Regions from separate parts of the Rattus norvegicus genome. Here region 1 is linked to region 2. Evidence: chromatin contacts called from public Hi-C data. All regions are on one chromosome and are shown on one strand. Each heading gives the region's core, a stretch centred on a gene start, on an enhancer-like site or on the middle of the called end of the contact. The rest is flanking DNA. Distances are from core to core; before and after follow the strand shown. Region 1 overlaps LOC100910802 (a long non-coding RNA gene). Region 2 holds the start of Vgf (VGF nerve growth factor inducible).

The links. Hi-C and Micro-C count contacts between places; a contact is called where the count stands out from the background.
Region 1: a Hi-C map of frontal cortex shows a contact between it and region 2, with 1.7 times the contacts expected there. The contact joins the enhancer-like site here to the promoter of Vgf in region 2. A contact is called at or near these places in 3 of 12 Hi-C or Micro-C datasets (the A7r5 cell line, Schwann cells and frontal cortex).

What each region holds. Positions count from the first base shown.
Region 1 is chr12:25,376,941-25,381,252 of GRCr8, reverse strand. It overlaps LOC100910802 (a long non-coding RNA gene), which reads left to right. Exons shown (of 4, transcript NR_102359.1): 4 at 1,914-2,222. Among named protein-coding and RNA genes, the nearest start is that of Ift22, 26 kb to the left of the region's middle. Within about 2 kb of position 1,327, at least 8 of the 93 cell types and tissues checked have an H3K27ac peak or open chromatin away from gene starts, as enhancers often do.
Region 2 is chr12:25,275,085-25,279,374 of GRCr8, reverse strand. Vgf (VGF nerve growth factor inducible) reads left to right here and starts at 2,355. Exons shown (of 2, transcript NM_001395575.1): 1 at 2,355-2,521; 2 at 3,026-4,290. The coding sequence starts at 3,046.

The DNA of each region.
Region 1 (4,312 bases), core at 78-2,577, 100 kb before region 2:
AGTCCCAGATGACCTTGAAGTCCCAGTCTTCCAGTATCGACCTCCCAATGCTCAGATCACAGGAATGCATCCCTGTGTCAGGTTTATGTGGTGCTAAGGATGGAACCCAGAACCCAGGACCCAGGAGCCAGGATCCTGAGCCTCATGGGGAACCAGGCAATGGTGTACTGGGGAAGTGAACAGAGCAGCCTGACCCAGGCTCTCCTGGGGCTCTGGTTCTAGAAGGCAGGCAGTCTGGTTTGTTGAGTGTTTTGAAAGTGGAAGTGCTGGGCCTCAGGGAAGCTCAGGAGAGAATGACATCATCTGACACCATGGAAGGCACAGAGACTTCTGGGAAGGTGTTCTCTGCTGAAAAGCAGGGAAGAACCTTCCAGAAAGTGCACAGCTGGCTTGAGGCTAGCGTGGGTTATGTGAAGGTTAATAGAGTGGTAGGTCATCACTCTACTAACTCAACTACCTTCCCAGTTTTGAGGCAAGGTCTCTATGTAGCCCAGGCTTGTCCCAAACTCTTTCTTTATAGTAATGAGTTTATTTACTTATACTCCTTTTTTTATTACAGCTATTTATTTGAGGGTAGGGCATATCCTACTGTATGGGTGTGGAGGTCAGAGGCCATCTTGTAGGAATCAGTTCTTTTTCCTCCAGGTAGGACCCAGGGCCTGAACTCAGGGCATTCCTGGTGGCAAGCGCCTTTACACACAGAGCCACCATACCAGCCCCACTCAAACTCTTTATCCTTCTGCCTCAGTCTCCCAAGTGCTGGGATTGTAGGCTTGCACCACCACACCTGGCTCTCTGTGTCTTGTCTGCATGCGGGCCATCAAGACTACCCTCTACGTCTGTCTCCCTGTCATGTATGTGTCCCATGTGAATGCTTTAGGTCATAAGCGCTCCAAGTCTCCACCACTGTCCTGGGCGGTGGGGGAGGGGGCTTCTTTGGTGTCGGTCTTGTCGGTCTTGTGAGATGGGACGCCCTAGAGCTTCGTCACAGATGACGAGCATCCACCCTCATTCCAGGGGAGCCTTCAGCTGATGAATAAGACTTGATTTGTCCCTGAACCATCACCACCTCCATTCATTCCATTCAAAGGCTTTCGCTCCAAATGGCTCATCTGACGATGCCGGGTGCGGTGGGGCCCCCTCGGAACTCCACTTCCACATGTGGAGGATGTGCGTCCTCTCCTGTGATGCTCTCCAGGGTGATGAGCTCTGACGTGGGTTCAAGCCTATTCGGGTGCTGTTCCGCCCTGTGATTTTCTCCTCTCTATGGCTGTTCGCCTCCATCCACGGAGCTTCCTCCCCCCTGCATTCACTGGGAGTCTCTCCAGTATGAATTATGGAGTGAATGGAAATTTTCCCTTATTCAGAGTCTTCAAAGATCCCCACTCTGTGCAAATTTGTCGGTTTTCTGCTGAATCCCATCCAAACGTCTGGGCAGAGCAGCCCAGCGTGAGGATGCGGCTGAGTCCTAGTTTGCTTTCTGTCGCTGTCATAAATACCACGAGCAAAAGCAAGTGGGGAACAAAGGAGGCCATTTGTCCCACAGGCTCAGTCCATCATCTAGAGACCCCAGGGCAGGCCCTGGAAGCCGGAGCTGATGCAGAGAGGCCTTGGAGCAATGTGGCTTCCCTGGCTTGGTTCACCTTCCTTCCTTACACAGCCCAGGGCCATCTCTATAGCCCAGACTGCTCTCAAACTTGCCATTCCCCTGCCTCAGCCTGCTGCTTGCTGGGATTACAGGTAAGAGGCAGGCACCTCTCGTTCTGTTTCATACCTGCCCAAAGCCCACCTCTTCCCGAAAGCCCTCCAGGATTCCTTGAGCCTATACATTGATGGGCTTCCACGAGGATTGGATGTCTACAAAAGCTCTCTCCATCTATGATCTGTTTATACTTTTTTTCCTTCTCTGACAGACAATATTTGAAGGAGAGCCACGCCTTGCCCTTCGCATTCTCCACGGAGCCTTCACTGCCAAAACACTGAGGAAAGGCCTTGGTAGCTGTGTGTCACTCTGGACTCTGTGGTACAAGGAGATGGCTCTGACCGTTTGCCGCTGAGGATGAAGTTCTCCTTTTCCAGATGGTTTTCACACAGGGTGGTAGGGGATTTCATATTGCTTCATCTTCTACCCTAGCCCTGACCCTCACCACCAGGCAGCCCAGCCATATTAGCTGAGAAATCCATACAGGGGCAGGAGCCCCTGTTCCCTCCCCTCTGCTAAAAGATGTCATTAATTAGTTAGAGTTGTGCTAGGACATAGGAGTGACCTTGGGAAGGGGCACTTGGTGAGTAAGCAAGAATGGGCACCGGTGTGTCTACTCACCACGCCCAGGTTGCAGGGGAAGATGGCTCACTAACCACTCACAGGGTGACCTTGGAGGTCTGCAGGCTCAGCTCTCATGGCGCCTAGACCCATTCCTGTCCAGGAAAGGGTAACTTCCAAACTTAGCAGGCAGACAGTTTATGGAGAAGTACACTGAACTGTCTCCCGAGGGGCCCCAGGCGAAGGTCACATCCCTTCCTTTCCACACATGGCTGAGTTCTGGGTTCCAGCAAGGAGAGAACTCACCTTCCATGTTGGCTATGACATTTTCTTATCAGGTTTAAAAGGAGGGGTAATGGCAAATGTCTCTAAACCTCAAGTTCCCATAAGGCCACAGCCCTCCTTCCGACTGTCTTTTAAAGCAAGTACTCTAAGGGATGGAGATGTAGCTCAATTGGTAAGGTGCTTGCCTAGCATGCAGAGAGCCCTCCGCTCCCTTTTGCGATGCTTCAGAAACCAGGTGTGGCTGCGCGTTCTTGTGATCCCAGGACTTGGGAACCTGTGGGCAGGCCGCCTCACAATCTGTTTTCTCCAGTGCCCCATACTCTAGCTCGGGAATGTGTTGCTAGGATGCAGTCTGTACTGAGTCTCTAGACAGTGTCTCCAGTTGTCCCCGTAATGACTGTCCCAACCCGCACTGAACGAGGAAGGGCACCGACGAGGAGAGGAGACAGGGGGAGAATGCACAGGCCCTTGAAGGAACAAAGGCCTGGGCTGAAAGGTAGTTCTACATCCATCCAAAAGAGCGCACGGGGCTCCTAGGAGCCTACTCAAGACCTTAGTCTAGAACGCTGCTGATCTTGGCAGCGCACACCTGTAATCCCAGCACTTAGGAGACAGAGGCGAGGCAGGGCACTCAAGAGTTCAAAGTCATCCTCGGCTACAAAGTGAGTTTGAGGATAGCCTGGGCACCACACTTGAAATCCTTTCTCAAAACAAACAAACAAAAAAAAATGTGCAGGCCCCATGCTGCATTTGTAAGTGCTCCTCACAGTGACCTGTGGGACCCAGGCAGTGTCTCACTGAATCTTCTCAACACGCTTTAGAATAAGTCTTTTGTGGGCCTCTGGTTACAGCTGAGGGGAATAGATGGAGAGAGCTTTGCTCAGCTCACTCAAATGCATGAGGAGCCAGCACTCAAATCTTTATCTTCCCTGCAACCGTGACCTCAAAAGTCCTAGTGTTGGGTTGTAGGAATTTCACTTCCGTTTGCTGGGATAGGCAACCCGCTTTCGGGACTCTGTGGCCTTTTGAAAATGGTACTCCTTCTACACTCTCTTCTTCAGCCTGCCCAAACCTATCTAATGCTTTACAGGAACATATGTGCCTGTGAGAGACATGAGCTCCCTGCCAGCAGACACTAGCATATCTGCTGTGGGAATTGAGGGGATTCTTGAATTGAGGCAGATTCAAGAGTCTCTAGTTATGCCATCAACTCTGCAAGTCAGGCATTGTTGTGGTTTATTTCTGCTCCACTACGTCTGGGACCTCCACTAGATTGGCTGAAAACTGTGGACACGGTCCCAGTAGGGCTTTGTGTCGAGAGCCTTCATTGTGTCTGCCAGCTGGGTCCCTCTTCTCCCTGTGATGTCCGCCATCTGGGGCCCAGATGTGTAAAGTGGCTCTGGTGCACGGGCCCCTTGTGTCTCTACCTTCTTTTACGTGTCCACTCTCCTCAGGAGAGCAGCCTCCCTCATCGTACGCTGTCTGGGCCGTCAGAGCCCACACTATCTATAGCCCTTTCTGCTGCATTCCACTTTACCTATTCTACTTCTAGCCAGTGCTTCCTAGATGCCAGCGCCACATATTACAAGATCTGCCTCTGTGCATGCATACGATTCTGTGGGCCCAAACCTAATACAGGCTGGCCTTCGAATGGCCTTTGAAGTCATGAGTCAAAAATGGAAAGAAATCCAATCGGGCCAGTTAGATTCTCCTCCTGTCCCCCCTCCCCACTTGAAATCTGAACCTAAATCAGACAGGTTGATA
Region 2 (4,290 bases), core at 1,106-3,605:
CCATACCCATTCAAGTCTCAACCTGATTCGCTTGCTTCTCCCTGTTCTTTCTCCTTTTCTTCTCTGCTTTGGGTCTTTTTAATCTCTGTCCAGAGAAACACACATGCAACCCCGAGGGTGCTTGCATATGCACGCAAGCACACAGGTATTTGGTTTCTTTAGGTGTCTGTCTCCTTTCCCTGGACCTCAAACTTAGATCCCCAAGCCCACCAGGCAGCCCCTTTGTGGAGCGCTCGCCCCCTCCCTTCTCTCTCCAAAGCTTCCCCTCCCCCTCTCCGAACCATCAGCTTTCTGATTCACCTTCCAGAAGGAGGATAACGTGACCCCCCTTCTCAGCTCTCAGCTCTAGGGAACTAGGCTGAGAAGATGAAGGGAGATGGGGAGAGAAAAGGGAAGGAGGAGGTTCTAGTCACAGGCGCTGGATAGTTGTGTGTGTGTGTGTGTGTGTGTGTGTGTATGGGGGGTGTCAGATACTGCTGTAGTGGTGTTGGTTGTGATGGGGTGTGTCTTTAGGTCCCCCTCCCTCCTTTCTTTGGAATATCTACTGTCATCTTGGTTCTCAAGTTTATTTTTTTTCTCTCTCCTTCAACCTGCTTCATGTTCTTTTCCTCCCCCCCCCCTGCCCCCATCTCTTCTCTTTCCTCTCACCCCACCTTTTCTCCGCAGAGCTGATGGGGTTTCTTCTGGGAAAGTCAAGCCACTGATGGAAGGGAGAAGCCACTGCTGGTTCTAGAGAGAAAGCACGTGAGTGTGTGTGTGTGTGTATGTGTTTGTGTGTGCCTGTGCGCGCGCACTCCCGCGCGTGCACGAGCTAGGGGCTTAAAATGAGGGTCAGTAACAGGATGGTATGAGGGGGCTGACTCTGAAAGAGGCTCTGAGACCCTCCAGATGCCCTCCCCATTCTGGTTTCCAAGTGTCCGGGTTGGGGGGCTTTGCGTGTGCTTATAAGCACCCCTGTGTCCGCAGTTCTTGTGTGTCTGGTGTGTGTCATTGTCACCCCCCCTTTCCCTGCCCACGCCCCCGCACTGCTCTCCGCCTGCACCGCAGCCCCCTCCAGCCTTCCTCCCTCCCCTTCATTCCTGCAGTAGCAGCTCCCGGGGCCACCTTTCCCTCTCCTCTACCCCCTCCCCATTTCCGTCCTCCCATCCCACCCCCGCCCACGTCTGGTCTCCCTTCACCGGACCCGGCTGGCTGATAGATTTTCTGCGCAATCTCTGCGTCATCGCCCCCCACTCCCGGAACCTCTAGCTGTCCAAGCCCCCAGCCTCAACCCCTCTGGGAAGGAGATACGGTCGAAGGGTCTGGTGGCTGAGAGGGTCCATCTCTGACGTTGCAGTGCACCCCCCTCCAGTCGCGTTCAGACCTCCCCTTTAAGCGGTAGAGAGAAATGGAGTTGAGTCACCCTCTCCACCTGCTCAACCCCCTCCCCACCTGGTCTGCTCTCGCCCTCCAAATGTCCTTGGGTGGGGGCTGTGGGAGAGAGGGAAATAAGCTTAAGGGTGTGGGAGAGTTGGATTAAAAGGGGGCACAACAGGGACCCCTTATCAACCACAGCAAAGTCCGCTGGCCAGAAGGGCAGACACACCTTTTTTCCCCACCCCCTTCAGAACTGGTTTGAACAGACAGGACCCAGAGGCACACGTATCGTCAATCTTTCCCTTTTCTCTTCCGACTAGGACCCTTTCCAAGGTGATTACCCAAACCGCAAGATCCACCCATCTGCGCTGACCCTGGGCGGGCATCCCACACCGCAGATCCACCCCCTCTTCCTCTCAGGTTCAAGTCGTCCTTGGGCGTGCTCCCTATAGACCATACTGTGGCGGAGTAGGGAGGCAGGCCCCTTCCCCGGCTTTCAATCCCTTACCGTCCCCCCATCCAGTACTGATCTTTTACTGGCGCCCAATTAGATGCTGGCGGTGCCCTCTTCCTATTCTGCTCAGCAACGCGGGCTCCGCGCCTCAAGAGCTTTGTAACCCACCCTCCCGCCTTCTGGCTCCTCTGTACCCACCCTTCCATTCATTTTTCCATTCATTCATTCATCCTTTTCTCCTCGTCCCTCCTTCATTCATTCATAGCCCCCTGCCCCGCCCGCCTAGACATTTCATTCATTCATTCATTCATTCATTTCCCGGAGCTCCGCTAGCTCACGCCCCTCTAGCCGAGGGCCCTACTGCGCAGGTGCAGGCCGGGAGCGACGCTTATCCTCCAATCATTGGACTTCCACAGTCCACCAGGCACCCGCCCGCTTCCCCATGAATGAACATTGACGTCAATGGGGCGGGGCGAGACCACGTGACCCCGCGCGCTCCCCTTTATAAAGCAGCGGTGGCGCGGGCGCTGTCCAGCGTGCTGAAGCCGGAGCGAGAGCGCTGTTGCTGACCCAGCTGAGCCCAGCTCCTAGGACGCCAGCCCTCGACCATCTTTCATACTCCAGCCACGGAACGGAGCCAGGGCAGACGGGTCCGGATTTTCCCCCTGCCCCGACCCTCCTCTCCACCTCCCGCCGTCGTGACACCGGCTGGTAAATACTCCGCTGTCCATCCCTCTAACCCTCTTCACTCGTGGGCGTGAAAGGAGGATTTTCTTTCCTTATGGGGTATTGAGAGCATAGCGGTGTGCCCCCGGGAAGGGTCTTTGGTAAACGGGGAGTCTCTGCTTCTCTGTCGCTGATGAAGTCGCCCACGCACCATCCGGGGAGTCCTGTGGGGAGGGAACAGATCCCCCCTCCCACTTATCATTGCTGCTTAGTACACGGGCGCTGGCTGAGAGATGACTTTGGGAAGGGGGCGACAGGAGGCACTGGGTACCCAGAACGAGGATTGCGAGCGTTCTCTGACCATTTGCACGACCCCAGAGATTGCCACATCTTTCTTGTTCTCTGCTAAACGTTTCTCTTCGGGTAAGGTTAGAGAAATGAGGGAAACCCCGGATTTCCTGCTTAAAGGTGGGGGGAGGGAATGCAGAAATAGAAAGAGGGAAATTCTTATAGAAATCCTCTATTTCTCTGGTTTCTTCTGTTTTTCAGTCTCTGGCAGCCCGTTGGTCATGAAAACCTTCACGTTGCCAGCATCCGTCCTCTTCTGCTTCCTTCTACTCATCCGGGGGTTGGGAGCAGCACCCCCCGGGCGCTCCGATGTTTATCCTCCTCCCCTCGGCTCTGAGCATAATGGGCAGGTAGCTGAGGACGCAGTGTCCCGGCCAAAGGATGACAGCGTCCCAGAGGTCCGAGCGGCTCGGAATTCCGAGCCTCAGGACCAGGGAGAGCTCTTCCAGGGCGTGGATCCCCGGGCGCTGGCCGCGGTACTGTTGCAGGCACTGGACCGTCCGGCCTCGCCCCCGGCTGTCCCGGCAGGTTCCCAGCAGGGAACACCCGAAGAAGCAGCAGAAGCTCTGCTGACCGAGTCCGTGCGCAGTCAGACCCATAGCCTCCCGGCATCAGAAATCCAAGCGTCCGCTGTGGCGCCCCCTCGCCCTCAGACTCAGGACAACGATCCCGAGGCAGACGACCGCTCAGAAGAGCTGGAGGCACTAGCATCCTTGCTCCAAGAACTTCGAGATTTCAGTCCGAGTAATGCTAAGCGCCAGCAAGAGACGGCGGCAGCAGAGACTGAAACCCGCACGCACACGCTGACCCGAGTCAATCTGGAGAGCCCCGGGCCAGAGCGCGTATGGCGCGCTTCCTGGGGAGAGTTCCAGGCGCGCGTCCCGGAGCGTGCTCCTCTGCCGCCCTCGGTCCCTTCTCAATTCCAGGCTCGAATGTCCGAAAACGTTCCCCTTCCCGAAACCCATCAGTTCGGGGAAGGAGTGTCCTCCCCTAAAACACATCTTGGTGAGACTTTGACACCCTTATCCAAGGCGTACCAAAGTCTAAGTGCCCCCTTCCCCAAGGTGCGTCGGCTCGAGGGCTCATTCCTGGGCGGTTCCGAGGCAGGAGAGCGCCTGCTTCAACAAGGGTTAGCTCAGGTAGAGGCAGGGAGGAGGCAGGCGGAGGCCACCCGGCAGGCCGCAGCGCAAGAAGAGCGGCTGGCCGATCTCGCCTCCGACCTGCTGCTCCAGTATTTGCTGCAGGGCGGCGCCCGGCAGCGCGATCTCGGGGGTCGCGGGCTGCAGGAGACGCAGCAAGAGCGGGAGAACGAGAGGGAGGAGGAGGCGGAGCAGGAGAGACGCGGTGGTGGGGAGGACGAGGTGGGGGAAGAGGATGAGGAGGCGGCAGAGGCGGAGGCGGAGGCAGAGGAGGCGGAGAGGGCGCGGCAGAACGCGCTCCTGTTCGCCGAGGAGGAGGACGGGGAA